Regions from separate parts of the Sus scrofa genome. Here regions 2, 3 and 4 are each linked to region 1. Evidence: chromatin contacts called from public HiChIP or PLAC-seq and promoter capture Hi-C data. All regions are on one chromosome and are shown on one strand. Each heading gives the region's core, a stretch centred on a gene start, on an enhancer-like site or on the middle of the called end of the contact. The rest is flanking DNA. Distances are from core to core; before and after follow the strand shown. Region 1 holds the start of F3 (coagulation factor III, tissue factor). Region 2 has its middle 24 kb from the start of SLC44A3. Region 3 holds the start of SLC44A3 (choline transporter-like protein 3). Region 4 has its middle 48 kb from the start of SLC44A3.

What was found. Promoter capture Hi-C pulls out the DNA fragments that hold promoters and counts their contacts. HiChIP or PLAC-seq counts read pairs in DNA pulled down with a chosen protein or histone mark.
Region 2: an H3K27ac HiChIP or PLAC-seq map of alveolar macrophages shows a contact between it and region 1. The contact joins the enhancer-like site here to the promoter of F3 in region 1. A contact is called at or near these places in 3 of 5 promoter capture datasets (fetal liver, fetal skeletal muscle and liver), 9 of 47 Hi-C or Micro-C datasets (adipocytes, blood, brain and 6 more) and 2 of 2 datasets of contacts at active chromatin or transcription factors (alveolar macrophages and skeletal muscle).
Region 3: a promoter capture Hi-C map of fetal skeletal muscle shows a contact between it and region 1, with 4 times the contacts expected there. The contact joins the promoter of SLC44A3 here to the promoter of F3 in region 1. A contact is called at or near these places in 3 of 5 promoter capture datasets (fetal liver, fetal skeletal muscle and liver), 9 of 47 Hi-C or Micro-C datasets (adipocytes, blood, brain and 6 more) and 1 of 2 datasets of contacts at active chromatin or transcription factors (alveolar macrophages).
Region 4: a contact with region 1 is called in an H3K27ac HiChIP or PLAC-seq map of alveolar macrophages. The contact joins the enhancer-like site here to the promoter of F3 in region 1. A contact is called at or near these places in 3 of 5 promoter capture datasets (fetal skeletal muscle, liver and skeletal muscle), 7 of 47 Hi-C or Micro-C datasets (embryonic fibroblasts, fetal heart ventricle, liver and 4 more) and 2 of 2 datasets of contacts at active chromatin or transcription factors (alveolar macrophages and skeletal muscle).

Annotation. Positions count from the first base shown.
Region 1 is chr4:122,825,425-122,828,926 of Sscrofa11.1, reverse strand. It overlaps F3 (coagulation factor III, tissue factor), which reads right to left and starts at 1,909. Exons shown (of 8, transcript NM_213785.1): 1 at 1,691-1,909; 2 at 565-676. The coding sequence starts at 1,790.
Region 2 is chr4:122,643,834-122,646,991 of Sscrofa11.1, reverse strand. No RefSeq gene overlaps it. Among named protein-coding and RNA genes, the nearest start is that of SLC44A3, 24 kb to the right of the region's middle. Within about 2 kb of position 1,306, at least 5 of the 83 cell types and tissues checked have an H3K27ac peak or open chromatin away from gene starts, as enhancers often do. A contact at or near this core is called in alveolar macrophages, where this site is marked.
Region 3 is chr4:122,619,863-122,623,178 of Sscrofa11.1, reverse strand. SLC44A3 (choline transporter-like protein 3) reads left to right here and starts at 1,532. Exons shown (of 15, transcript XM_021090183.1): 1 at 1,532-1,826; 2 at 2,278-2,385. The coding sequence starts at 1,800.
Region 4 is chr4:122,668,062-122,671,207 of Sscrofa11.1, reverse strand. No RefSeq gene overlaps it. Among named protein-coding and RNA genes, the nearest start is that of SLC44A3, 48 kb to the right of the region's middle. Within about 2 kb of position 1,262, at least 21 of the 83 cell types and tissues checked have an H3K27ac peak or open chromatin away from gene starts, as enhancers often do. A contact at or near this core is called in alveolar macrophages, where this site is marked.

The DNA.
Region 1 (3,502 bases), core at 660-3,159:
TGAGCAGAGCAGCCCTGGCGCAGGGGGCAGACAGGGGCGTTTTCCTCCCCAGGTTACTGAGTCACGACTTTGACCGCCTCCAAGATCATGTATGCAACCCAATTTTGAATCACGAGTCCGAAAATTAATGAATCAAACACTGCTTGAGGGCAATGTATACATCCGAATTCCTCCCTGTCTCTTCTCCAACATGTTAGATCCGGCTCGCAGTCTAGACAGCAGAGAAAAAGACGGGTGGGCTTAGAGGAGATGAGTTCCCAGCGATCCAGAGCCACATCTATCGGTGCCACTGGGACCTGCTCAAGAAGGTTCATTCTCCACAGCTTACGTGCTGCTTAGGAAGTGCCCCACAATCTCCAGAAACTGACAAAGTTCTATGAGTTTAAGGTCTGGAAATGTCACAGGCTTGACAGAGTATGGCTCTGGACAGCAAATTTCCATGAATGCCTTCATCATCATGGCTAAATCATCCATTAATCAGCTTTAAAGACAACCATATTGAGCACAGCAAAGTGGAAACAGTTTTTTTTGGGTTTTTTTTTTTTTTTTTGGTACCTAGCTTACCTTATCTGAACAGTGTAGACATAATTAATGGGTTTGGGTTCCCACTCCAAAATGGTCTTGAAATTAGTTGACTTCCAAGTTAAGTTATATGCTACAATTACATCTGTAGTGCCTTTAAACAACAGAGAAACAGCTATTCAGTTTACATGAATGTCTCAGCACACGATTTTGGGTCGATAGCAGAAAACATCGTCCTACACCCGACATCACAAACCTCCTTAATTATTTCCCAACCACAAAAGCTTTAACTGAATTACCGTGAGACAAATCTGCATTTTTTTCCGAAACCCAGAATTTCCCCTCAGCAAGAATGACCTGGTAATCTCAGGAAACACACAAGGATCTTGAAATCCTTGTTTGAAATTATTCACAGGGAAAATGCCCTGTGACAGTGACCTGGAAGCACAGCCCAGCAGTCCTCATTGGCCCAGGCTGCCCATGGCCCAGCTAGGGAAGGGCGACAGGGAAGGGCAGGTCTCCAGGATGAACTCATTAGGTTTTCGGTAAATTATGGTAACAGGCAAAGCCCATGTGTGTGAGGGAAATTAAGAATGCATACACTAAAGAAGCCAAAGCTTGACTTTTTTCACTTTTATCTAAAATGTGTCCATACTGAAACTTCCACGGACACCCAGGCAGAGTTGCTATGCCTGTCCCATGAAATCGGTTAGGATGCTTTATTACTAAGGCCTGCTTGGCCAGTTCTCAGCGGGTCAGTCTCTGCCCTGCGCCCCAGCCCCTGCCCCCCCCAGACCAGGCTTAGAGGGCATGCATGATGTGGTGCCTGCTCCAATCCAAGCGACATTTTGCAACAGGATTGCCTCGAACCCCATGTAATACAGACGAACAAGCCCGAGGGCCGCTTTTTAGTACGGGCAGTGCATAGGTAATGAAGGATAATACTGAAACACTGCAGGTGCGGACCCCACGGCCCACAACCTTCACGGCGGCGGCTCCCTGGGAAGCTCCTTCCCTAAACTTAAAGCGAGAGCCTCAAACCCACTAGCAGAAGTGCCAGCGGGTCCTCGGGGGTCCTGGGGCAGCGGAGTGAGCCACTGCCAGGCAGGACTGTTCCCCCTCCTCCCAGTAGAGCGCCCCAGGGCTTCAAGGGGCGGGTGCCACTCACCTGTGGCTCCAGCCACCTGGACGAGGACCCAGCCAAGCAGGAGCGCGCGAGCAACGGCGGCCTTGGGACAGGACACCGGGGGTCCGGTGGGGGTCGCCATGTCCAAGAGTTGGCCGCGAGGTCGGGAGGATTCCACGGCGCCCGGGAGGCTGGGGTGGTGGGCTGGCGGCGCCTGGGGTCTCCGGTTGGAGCGGGAGGGGCGCGGTGAGCCCTGCGTCTGCGGGAGCCCGGGCCCCGCGCGCTTTAAAGAGCCGCGCGCACGCCCCCGCCGCTCCTCCCGCCGCCCCGCCCCCAGCCCGGCTCCCGACGCCCGGTGGGCGGGCCCCGGCGAGGCCCCGCCCTGGTCCCGCCCCCTCCCGTAGGAAACTCCAAGAGCCTGCAAGGGCTGATTCACCCGTGATTCAACCCGCCGCCGAGCGCTGGTTCCCTTCGGCGGCTCCAGGTGCTGAGCGGAACCGGGCCCCCAGCCGTCCAGCCCCCGGGGCACCCAGGCCTGGGTGGGCGGCAGGTCTGTGGGGAAGAAGGGGGCGGTGGAAAAGAGTCCTCGAGGTGGAGGGAAGCCGTCCCCGCTTCGGTTTGGCGGTGCGGTGTCTGGGCGGGCGGGGGCGCAGCACTTACCGACTTTAGTAAGAAAGTACCCGCTCCGGGCTGGGTTCGGGCAACGCGGAACAGTTCCCGGCGCTTTGCCTACGTGGGGCTCAGCCTTGGAATCGACAGCCAAGTAAGAGCGTGCAGAGAAGCAGAGCCTTCTCCCAGCTGCGGGTTCATCTTCTACCCCGAAGGCGACAATACCCGGGCTGCCTACCTCCCGGGGCCCTTAGCGTAGGTCTCTGCAGGTGTTTTACAGGTTCCAAGGTCACCCAACCCAGGCCCGGCCCAGCCCATCTTGGGTTAGTGATCGAAGAAGAGCTGCCCCCAGATCTGGCAGTGTGCCTCTGGGAGAATCCCAGCGTGACATCTGCCGCCCTGTGGTTTCAGAAAGGATTGTTCTCACGTTGAAGACGTTTTGGGGGGTTGAGTTAGTTCCGCTCAAATATAAAGAAACCAAAAATGAAATTAAAAAATAAAATCAGACTTCAGCGTTGGTTCTTCGGAATTTTCTGGCTTCCTCTTCTGGGCTTTGCTGTAAAGTTGTCGGGAGAATAAAAGAATAAAGCTCTTTTGTTTTACTGAATAGCGTAGTACCTGGTTTTGTCAAAGTCCTTCCCATTATTCTTTACTCTGTAGTTGTCTCCAAGGCAGACTGGGGAGTTTTTAGGGAGGAGTGGAGTCTCCTATTTTTTCCCCTTGGGAAATGAGCCTTGCATTTTAGTGCCTGCTCTCTGCATGTTTCCATATAGCCTCCTGAGCCATAGCATTACACTCATTTTAAAAGAAATAATACTTTTTGAAATTTAATTTCCCCCCTTTGCTTGAACTGAAATAGCACATCCAGGTTTAGCTCTGGGAGTCTTTCTTTCCTGGAAGCTGAAAGCTGTGCTTGCTGGTTTCCTCTTTGAGCCCTCTTCCGATTCTAAACCCCACAAAGTTTATATTTGCAAAACTACGCCATGCAATCCTCTTTTTTTGCAGTCTCTGGCCCGAGTCATTTTCCTTAACAGATCTCAGCCCTGTCTGGGTGGTGATTGTAATCAGGAGTTGAAGATAGCTGGGAGAAAATGTTACACCTGGATCAAGTGCCTTGCAAGACCCAAGGAAGTGTTGCTCTGTCTGCGGACTACATTTTTCCATCTGCAGCCACTGACCTGAAATTATTAAGGGCTTTAAGCAATGTCAGAATCACCAACTTGATACAAATACATTTAACATTTA
Region 2 (3,158 bases), core at 57-2,556, 180 kb after region 1:
TGCAGTGGCTCAGGTCGCCACTGTGATGCAGGTTCAATCCTTGGCCTGATAATTCCATATACTGTGGGTGTGGCCAAAAATAAATAAATAAACTTCAGGAGCTCCCGTTGTGGCACAGCGGAAACGAACCTGACTAGTATCCATGAGGACGCGGGTTTGATCCTTGGCCTTTCTCAGTGGGTTAAGGATCCAGCCTTGCCATGAGCTGTCATGTAGGTCGCAGACATGGCTCAGATCCCACGTTGCTGTGGCTGTGGCATAGGCTGGCGGCTACAGCTCTGATTTGACCCCTAGCCTAGGAACCTCCATGTGCCATGGGTAAGGCCCTAAAAAATTTTTTTAAATAAATACATAAGTAGACTTCATGAAATGGTTCCCTCCCTCTTCCCTGGGCCGTCTATTCATGGTGTCCCAGTTGCTTCACTGTATGGGCCTCAAATAGCCTCTCTGGATGCCACCTCCCACCTGAGGGCGGGCAGGGGAGCCCGCAGAGCCCTGCCATGCCTGTTCCTAGTTCACACTTTGTGTTTTCATGAGACAATAATAGAGAGATGCTTCCTCTCCCCAGCTTGGTACATCTAAGCAATGAGTCACTCTACAGAAAATAGAAGGAATTCCCAAAACCATGTATGTGTATCCTCTGGGTTTTTTTTTTTTTTAAATTCAATGAGGTGTCACATATCACAGGATAATGTGTACAAATTGTGTAAAAAACAATTTGTAAGCCTTCCAAAGAAGGACCTGGAGTGACTATCTGCCATAGGCGTCATCTTTCCAGTTATTACTCATGGCGCTGAGCGTGCCTTGCATCCTTTCTAAAAATAGATCTTTCCATGAAAAAGCACACCGAGTTGCTGCTGTAGGAGGAGAAATTACAAAAGAAATTATCTTTGTCCTCCAGGAGGTTAAATTACGTTCTGAATGGAATCCACCCAACAGACAACAAAACAAGGGGGGGGGTGGAAACTCTCAGGATTTTTTTTTTTTCCTTTTCCTCCAGTTTACATTTCTGAAATACCTCTTCCTATTACATAAAACCATATTCTCAAAACAATTATGTCTATTGTTGAATGTCCCCAGCTTGTAGAAGGCGGTGACAGTAAATTCAAGCTGCGGGAATGAAAAGAAAGCCGAGAGAGAGAGAGAGAGAGAGAGAGAGAGATCATATAATTCAAAGAATAAGCAGCCAATTCTAAAACTTCTTTTTTTTGCTATCATTTCTGCCCCAGGTTCTGCATTGAGGCAGTGTGGTGTTGCAAAAGAGCCTCGTCTATAATTAGCAAGATCCACAGAATTGCAAAGATCTGTGTGGGAACAGGCGCTCCATCACTTACCAACGGATCTTGCGCAAGATACTTCCTCCCTAGTGTCTCAATCCCTGCATCTGCAAAGTGGAGAAGAGTACCTCCCATACCAGGACCTTTGCACCTGGCACACAACAAGCACCGTGGAAAACCATCCAGTCGGATCCCTTCTCCTAGGTTTCCACGGGCTTTTGAGGAAGGAGTGGTGGGGAACAGTAAGAAGAAAAATGAAGAGTAGGAAATGAAAGGGCACCAACAGGAGGAAGTTTTGCCTGGTGACCTGCCTGACACGGAGGCCCTTCAAGTGCCGCCGCATTGGATGCCACATCTTTCCATCTTTGTGACACTGAGATCAAGCACCAGTCGTTTTTTCCACTCAATATGTTTGATGAGTCACAGGCTCTCATTTTTCACAGGTGAGCTGCAATACCAAAATGATGAGGGTGCCGTGGGCAAAGGCAAAAGGAAACCCACAACTCACTGTGTTGTGTAACTTAGGACTGCTGCTCTGTCTAGGAGCACCAAAAGTGCATCTGTCATTCTTTTTTAAAAAATCTCTTATACATGAATTTAGGTAAAACATAAAATATTTATGATGGGGAGTTCCCTTCGTGGCTCAGTGATTAACTATCCCCACTAGGAACCATGAGGTTGCAGGTTCAATCCCTGACTTTGCTCAGTGGGTTAAGGATCCAGCATTGCAGGAGCTGTGGTGTAGGCTGCAGATGTGGCTTGGATCCTGCATTGCTCTGGCTATGGCATAGGCCACCAGATGCAGCTCCAATTCAACCCTAGCTTGGGAACTTCCATATGCCATGGGTGTGGCCCTAAAAGGCAAAAAAAAAAAATTATAAATATATATATATACACATACATATACACACACATATATATTTGATGCATAAATAGGTTAAAATTGCATATCACAGGAATTAGAAGAGCATATGGACAAATAAAAACACATTTTTATTTTGGGCTAAAATGATATGCAGTATTTGTGTTAGATTTCCATTATTGAAAGTTTCTGGAATAAAAACGACATTACCCATGCATATCTCTTAGCACAGTCAATCTCATTCTTTTCCTTTGCTTTCTTTCTTTCTCTCTCTCTCTAAATGCCAAAACCTGAAATCACCAGGTGACAGGTAAAGCCTTCAGCAGCCCTACCTACCTGGAATGTTCCTCACAACTAGTGCAGTGCTGCATGGTTATCCTTAAGAGATCATTTCTGGAGCTCCCGTTGTGGCTCAGCAGTAATGAACCCAACTAGTATCCATGAGAATGTAGGTTCGATCCCTGGCCTCGCTCAGTGGGTTAAAGATCTGGCGTTGCTGTGAGCTGTGGCATAGGCCACAGTTGTGGCTTGGATCCAGGGGTGCTGTGGCTGTGGTGTAGACTGGTAGCTACAGCTCCCATTTGACCCCTAGCCTGGGAACTTCCTATGCCCAGGGTACTGCCCTGAAAAAAAAAAAAAAGCTAGAAACAATTTCCTAGGAATTGTGGCTCGCTTCCAGCACAATTACTTAACCAGAGACTCGAGGAAATTCAAGAGGGAAATTCAGCAAAGCACATGGTTTTTCAATCTTAAAGGCAGATTTTTAGGAATAGCAGTCCAGTGGTTGAAAGCACCCCTGTCTTAAATGTTTGATTTATCTTAGAAGCTCTTCAGCCTTGAGTTGCTGGATAACCCAGAGCTGGACGAGGCCTCCTCCTTCCTGAAGGACAGCAATCATCAGCATAAACCCCCAACTGCTTTCTCCCTGACCCCGCTCCCACGCAAAGCAGCCTGGAAACATTGCTTGATGATCGTCCTGAGTGAAGCACAGGGAGGAGGAGAGGAGCAGGAAGGGAAGA
Region 3 (3,316 bases), core at 283-2,782, 210 kb after region 1:
CAGCTCACGCACGCCGGATCGTTAACCACTGAGCAGGCAGGACCGACCCAACCTCATGTTCCTAGTCGATTCGTTACCACTGCGCCACGCCGGGAACTCCTTTTCTCGATATTAATTAGGAAATGTTAAAAATAAGCCACCTTGTTTTAACTTTTCCTGCTGCCTCTGGAGAGTTGCTGAAACTACTCTTTCCAATCACTGATTCCTCTTCAGCTGCATCTATTCTACTCTATATCCCATGTTATTAATAACTGGCATGGATACATATTCATCCCACTACCAAAATTTTCACGTTAATCATTTCTATTCATTATAGTTTCATGATATTTTTCCTGATTCACATTGCTATTGTCAGTCCTCACCTTCTTAAATGTATTATTTCTCATGCTTACTTAAAAATCTTGCTTCATCCGTCCTAGTAATGCAGTTTCGGATGGTATATACATTGTTCAGTTGTTGTTTTATAGTAGCTGTACACGGAGGTCTAGTTATTTGGACTGTGAATTCATGTTCCCTTGGAATTTCAGCTACTCTGATAAATAGGCAAGCAAAAGGCGGCGTGAGTTAGGGTGGGAGGGGACAATGAGGCCAGAATTGAAGTCTCAGGCACCAGAGAACCACTATCCGTCTCTCCCATCCTCTGACACTAAACCAGATCACTCCTCAGCCAGGTTCCTACCCTCAGGGCCAAGCAGGGCTGAAAACGGTAACGCAGCAGCCCTGGGACTGTGGATGCGGAGGAATAGCGACTGAAACGGGCCCAGCTTCAGATGTTTTCTCACCCAAACAGTACTTTTGTGCTGGTCGGCTATTACCCGGAGGATCCCCCCTCCATAAGTGGCTTCGTTGGTTGCTACCATTTCAGTAGCGAAAGGTGGCACGATTGTCCCAGGCCAACGTGGGAGAGAGGCGAGAGCAGAACCTGAAATTCTTTCATCTCCTCTACCTCGTCTTCTGCCGCCACCCCCCGCCTACACGCCCACAGATTTAGGCAGTCCTCAGCCTCCCCGGGGTTTTTTACTCTCGTTTTACCGCCTGGAACCCGCGGTTCCTCCAGCTGCTCTAGTTTCTCCAGGCCAGGCGTGGTGGGAGAGCCCCAGCCCCAGGCCCGCCCTCCTGGTGGAAAGAAAGCTTGCGGAGAACCACCTTGACAGCACCTCGAGTGTCGGGGTTCAATCCCTAGCTCTACACTTTGCTGGCTGCGTGTCCCCGAGCAAGTTACATCGCTGCTTCCATGCCTCAGTTTCCCTCGTCTGTAGACTGGGGATAATGGTAGTTTCTTGCCTTTTGGATTGGTTAAGACTGCTTGTAAAGCAGCTCGAACAGAATCCGGCGGGGTAAGGGCACTCACCTGTTGGCCATATGGGTATAATTCAGCACTCCACCGTCGTCCGCCCTCTGGAAGGGTTTGCAGAGACTTTATGCTTCCTGCTCCCTGCGGGGGCCGCCTCCTAATAAGGCCGAAGCGAGGAGCGCCCCGGGGGTCGTGGCAGGACCAGCGGGAACCCAGGTATCCCGGGAGCGGCACCGCGCGCTGTTTTGAGGCTGGCGGACGGGCAGGTGCCTCTCGTTCCGAGCCGGTTGAGACTTGCGCCGACTGCCCGAGAACCGCGCGGCAGGGGTGCGCGCGGAAGCCGGGGCCCGCCGGGGACGGCGCCCGGGGCGAAGTCCGTGGCGCTCGGAGGCGGCCGCGGGGCGGCGCTGCGCCCCTTCCCGCCGCTCGGCCGCGGGGCCCGGGGCTGGCCTGCCGCAGGCGGTGCGTGGGCTCCCAGTGCGCGGCCCCCGCCGCCGGGCGCAGGATGCAGTGTCTCGGCGCCGAGCACCTGGTAAGGCCCGCACCTGGCCGGGGAGGCGGGGGGAGGGCAGGGAGGCTCGGGCCCTGCACGCACCTGCCCCGCCGGGACGCTTCCGCCTCCTGGATCTCCGAGGCCCAAGACCCCCCCGGCCCGCGTGCCGGAGGCACCTGGCGGGGAGAACTTCGGACCCCCATTCGGGTGCTGGGGCGGAGGCGCGGGAGAGACTGGCCGCCCAGCACCAACCGGGGGGCCGCCTCCAGGTGCACCTCCAGGTAAGGACCTGGCGCCTGGGGACTTCCCCTCGCTCTGCACACAAGGCAGGTGTCCAAAGGCTCCATGAAAACTTGTGGCCACTTTACAAAAAAAAAAAAAAAAAAAAAAGGTTACTTTGAGCAGTCTTCGAGGAAGTTTGGGTTCATTTTCCAGGGTGGGATTCATATGGCTATTCATCCTCTTTCAACGCTCTTGTTTTTTCTGGAAGGTTTCCTCTGAGAGGAGCCCCAGGCCAAGAGCATGGCGACCTCAGATTTACAGGAAATGCACAGATACGGCCTGGTTGTTCCTGTTCTTTCTCTTTTGGACTGGTTTGGTAAGTGTGGGTGCCTGGCAGGGAAGAGGTCAGAGTGTGTGTGTCCGGATATAACTGTCCCAAATGTAAATCGTGTCCCCAGGGCCCTTCCTGGGGAGGGGGCTCCGGGTGGTACCAGGTTAAAGTTTGTGCTGCAGTGAGAGACCTCTGCCAGGGCTGAAGAGTAAACAGCAGTTCTGGGAAATTCCTGTTAGGTCTCTCTGAACCTTCTAGACTCTAAATCGGATCGGCTGGCTTCTTGCCGCAGGCCGCGTTCGAAGGCAAGACTCCCTTAGGAAATGAGAATCACTGCTTGCGATGGGATTGCTACCCACTAGGCCAATGTGTGGTCTCTCTTCCCAGCTCACCGAGGGGGCAGTTCTTTCACCATCTCATCTCAGCCCCTTCAAACAAACAAATAAAAACAACAAACTCCTCTAACAAGGAAATCCAGGATAACCCTGGAAATAAATTCCTCTTCCTTTAACTGAGTGTAGCATGTTCTTGGTATGTTGTGTTTAGCAGCTAAGAGGTAAACCCGCCTTTGCCGTAAACCCTGTAGCTTGGTAGGTAGTGAGATCCCCACCCACTCTAGTGTCCAGATGTGTCTGATGGCCATTTTGGTCCTGGGAGAGTCTCTTTTATACTTATTTTAGAGTTGGGGGAAGCAGCAGAAAAAGGCTCACTCATCTTCAAAGATCCTGTTCATGAAATCATTCTAGATTGAGGCATACTATTTGCTGGGAGGTAAATGATTAATCTCTACAGCCTGACAAGAGCGACAACATAATTACCTTTGTTGAAAAGAATTAAATTTGAATAAATCCTAAATGAGGCAAGTAAGAAGGGCACTTCCTGTTGAATTACCCACCGGTTTCACATAGACAGATGCGTAACAGGCACAGTGGAAGGTTGGGCCTTAACAGCATAACTAAATATTCTGGGTTGCCTC
Region 4 (3,146 bases), core at 13-2,512, 160 kb after region 1:
AGAGTGTGATGTCACCCACATGCATGAGGGCACACTGCCCGTGGGGGAAGATGTTAAAGAATCCTGCAGGCATTACAACACCCCAGGTGGCTCTTTTTTCTCAAGTTCATGCCTACATCCCCTCCCCGCAAGTCTCTTAGTTTTCATTCATTTCGGAGGAACCAAATCCACCCAAACGCAGAGATGGGTTTCTTTTCTGTTTCTCCCTCCAGAAAGAGCAGCAGGTACCCTGTTTGGGCTCTTAGGTCAGCTAAAGGCAAGCCCATTTCCCAAGGAAGGCCAGGGACCCTTGAAGGCAGTTTGGTCCAAACCTATACTCAAGAAGGACACACACTGTATTTCTTTACTGCCTCATTACTTGCAATTAAAGTCAGTGATGCTCATTTTGGGGGCAAACAGGATGGATCCTTGGGAGCCAACCAGATTAAGGCCGGGGCTGTGTTCCTCCTTAGCAGCTGTCTTCTGGTTTTCACAGGAGACACTGAAAAATTCCCACCAAGTATCTAGGATTTCCTCACTCTCCATCTGGGGTGGGTAGGAAATGTCCAGTGTTCCCAGGGGCATGGATCAGCTGAGGCTCCTCGAGCCATATGGCTGCATGACATGACGAGTTGTAAAAATATGTGGATGGTCCACAATATTTTAGAACAGCTCCCTGCGCTTGCTGGAAAAGCGTATTAAAAAAGGAGCCAGTCTCATAGCTCTTAGCACTTTGCTAAGGAAAATGCAGAGGACAAAAATCTGCCCTGGGCAACGGCAGGGGCTGTGAGGAGTAACCCCGAGAGAGAGCCTCAACTCCAGCTCTATTTCGTGGTCTTGGACCTGCTCCTTACCTTTTCCTGGCCCCTTCATCTCATCTATAAAACAAAGGTCCTCAAGCTCCTTCCTGGCTGGATATGCCAATTCTGGCCACGTGGGCTGTTACTTCTGGACACACCTGGCAGTGCCCCCTTCCTAAGTGCTCCCATTATTACTCCCTCCTTCTTTTCCCTCCATCTCCTTCTCTCTTCCCTTATCCCTCTGCCTCTTTCTTTTTTTCTTTCCACATATGAAGGGTACCCACTCTGACCTCAGAATAGCTGCTGTCCTCCAGGAGCTCACCAGCTGGTGGAGGACACATCAATAATAATTCCTATTATGTTAATGAGAATAAACACTAACGGGCACTGGCATTTGCCGAGCTTGCACCATCTGCCAGACCGTGCTAAGTGCCGGCCCAGGCATCAGGCCTTTCATTGCATTCTCACAGCACCCCTCTGTGGAAGGAACTGTTATCTTCCTCTGCATTTCAGAGGAGTCAAAGGAAGTCAGGTCTCACAGCTTGCGCTGGACTGGGCTTCTTTTTTCTTTTTTAATAATGATTTTTATTTTTTCCATTATAGCTCATTTACAGTGTTCTGTCAATTTTCCACTGTACAGCATGGTGACCCATTCACACATATATGTATACATTCTTTTTTCTTACATTTTCATGCTCCATCATAAGTGACTAGATATGGTTCCCAGGGCTGCACAGCAGGATCTCACTGCTCATCCATTCCAAAGGCAAGAGTTTGCATCCATTAACCCCTAATTCCCAATCCATCCCAGTCCCTCCCCCTTCCCCTTGGTAACCCCAAGTCTGTTCTCCAAGTCCATGATTTTCTTTTCTGTGGAAAGGTTCATTTGTGCCATATATTAGATTCCAGATATAAGTGATATCATATGGTATTTGTCTTTCTCTTTCTGCCTTACTTCACTTAGTGGAATTGGAGACCTTCATACTAAGTGACTGGGCTTTTTGAACAAATGAAAAAAATCACAGTGCAACACGCCAAGTACTCTCTGAGTGGGCCATACAAAAGCAGAAAATCTGATGAGAAAGAGAGGAAAAAGTTCTCTCCCTACATGAATCTGGAAAGATGGTACCTGAATGGCACCTGTGAAGAGGTGGCCTTGAAGAATGAGAGGGACTTGACCTGATGGAGGAGAATTTGATTGCCGGGTTAGGTGAACTCATCTCTTAAAAAATGATCAGGAAGAAATAAAAAAAATGTCACTGTCATCTAATAATATCACAATAATGGAAATTACTGGGGTTTTCTTTAGGCTATATATTAATGCAAATGTTGCATCATTTCCCCCCCAAAAAAATAATCACTTCCCAATTTCAATTCTTGCTTCATTTCCTCTTTATTCTAAGTAATGCTACCTATTTGTTGACAGGATGTGAGCCTTCTCTCTTAGCTTCCTGTCTGCCCTTCCCTCAGTTTCTAGTCCATATATTTGTTAATCACGGGGTTATTTTCCAGAGCTGCATGCCTGAGTGTACTTAGTTCTTAAGAAACGTTCTAGAACAGGTCAGGGAAAACCCCTTCACTTTCTAGGAACGTTATAGCTACGCTGGCTACATGAAGGCCTTACACGATCCATTCTTTTTCTTTTTCTTCTAGGGCCACACCTACAGCACATAGAGGTTCCCAGGCTAGGGGTTGAATTGGAGCTGCAGCTACCGGCCTACATCACAGCAACAGCAATGCAGGCCAAGCCGCATCTGCAACCTATGCCACAGCTCATGGCAACACTGGATCCTTTTACCCACTGAACGAGGCCAGGGATCAAACTGGCATCCTCATGGATCCCTGTCAGGCTTGTTACCACTGAGCCACAATGGGAACTTCCAGGAGGCCCATTCTTCATTTAAGTTCTGGCTTTGACTTCACACCCAGTCTTGTATCTCAAGTCAGAAAGTGTGGACATGTGAGGTTTTGCAGCGCAGCACTCATGACCTCTTCTTGGAAGAAGAGAGAACTCAGTTTTCCTCAGAGAATCACTTCTGCCCCAATCTCAGTCCAAGGGCTTGAGAGTGGTTACCTGCCCAGGCCTAGCGGATCCAGGTCACGGCCATGCTATGTGACCCATGCTGGGCCGATGAGCATCAGCCCTGGAACTTTCACCAGTCTTCCTGGGAAAGAGAAATCTCTTTCCACTTTGGTAACAGACTGGTGGGATATGACCTGGGCTACAGGTGCCCGTCTTTGCCACCACTTGAGCAGAGGCGACCTAAAAATCAAGCCAGTATCATGTGTCTGCTCAGGCTGGCCAATGCCCTTCATGAGGCTACGAGTGTCACTGCGCTGGACACTAGCAGAGGAGCCCCGGATGTG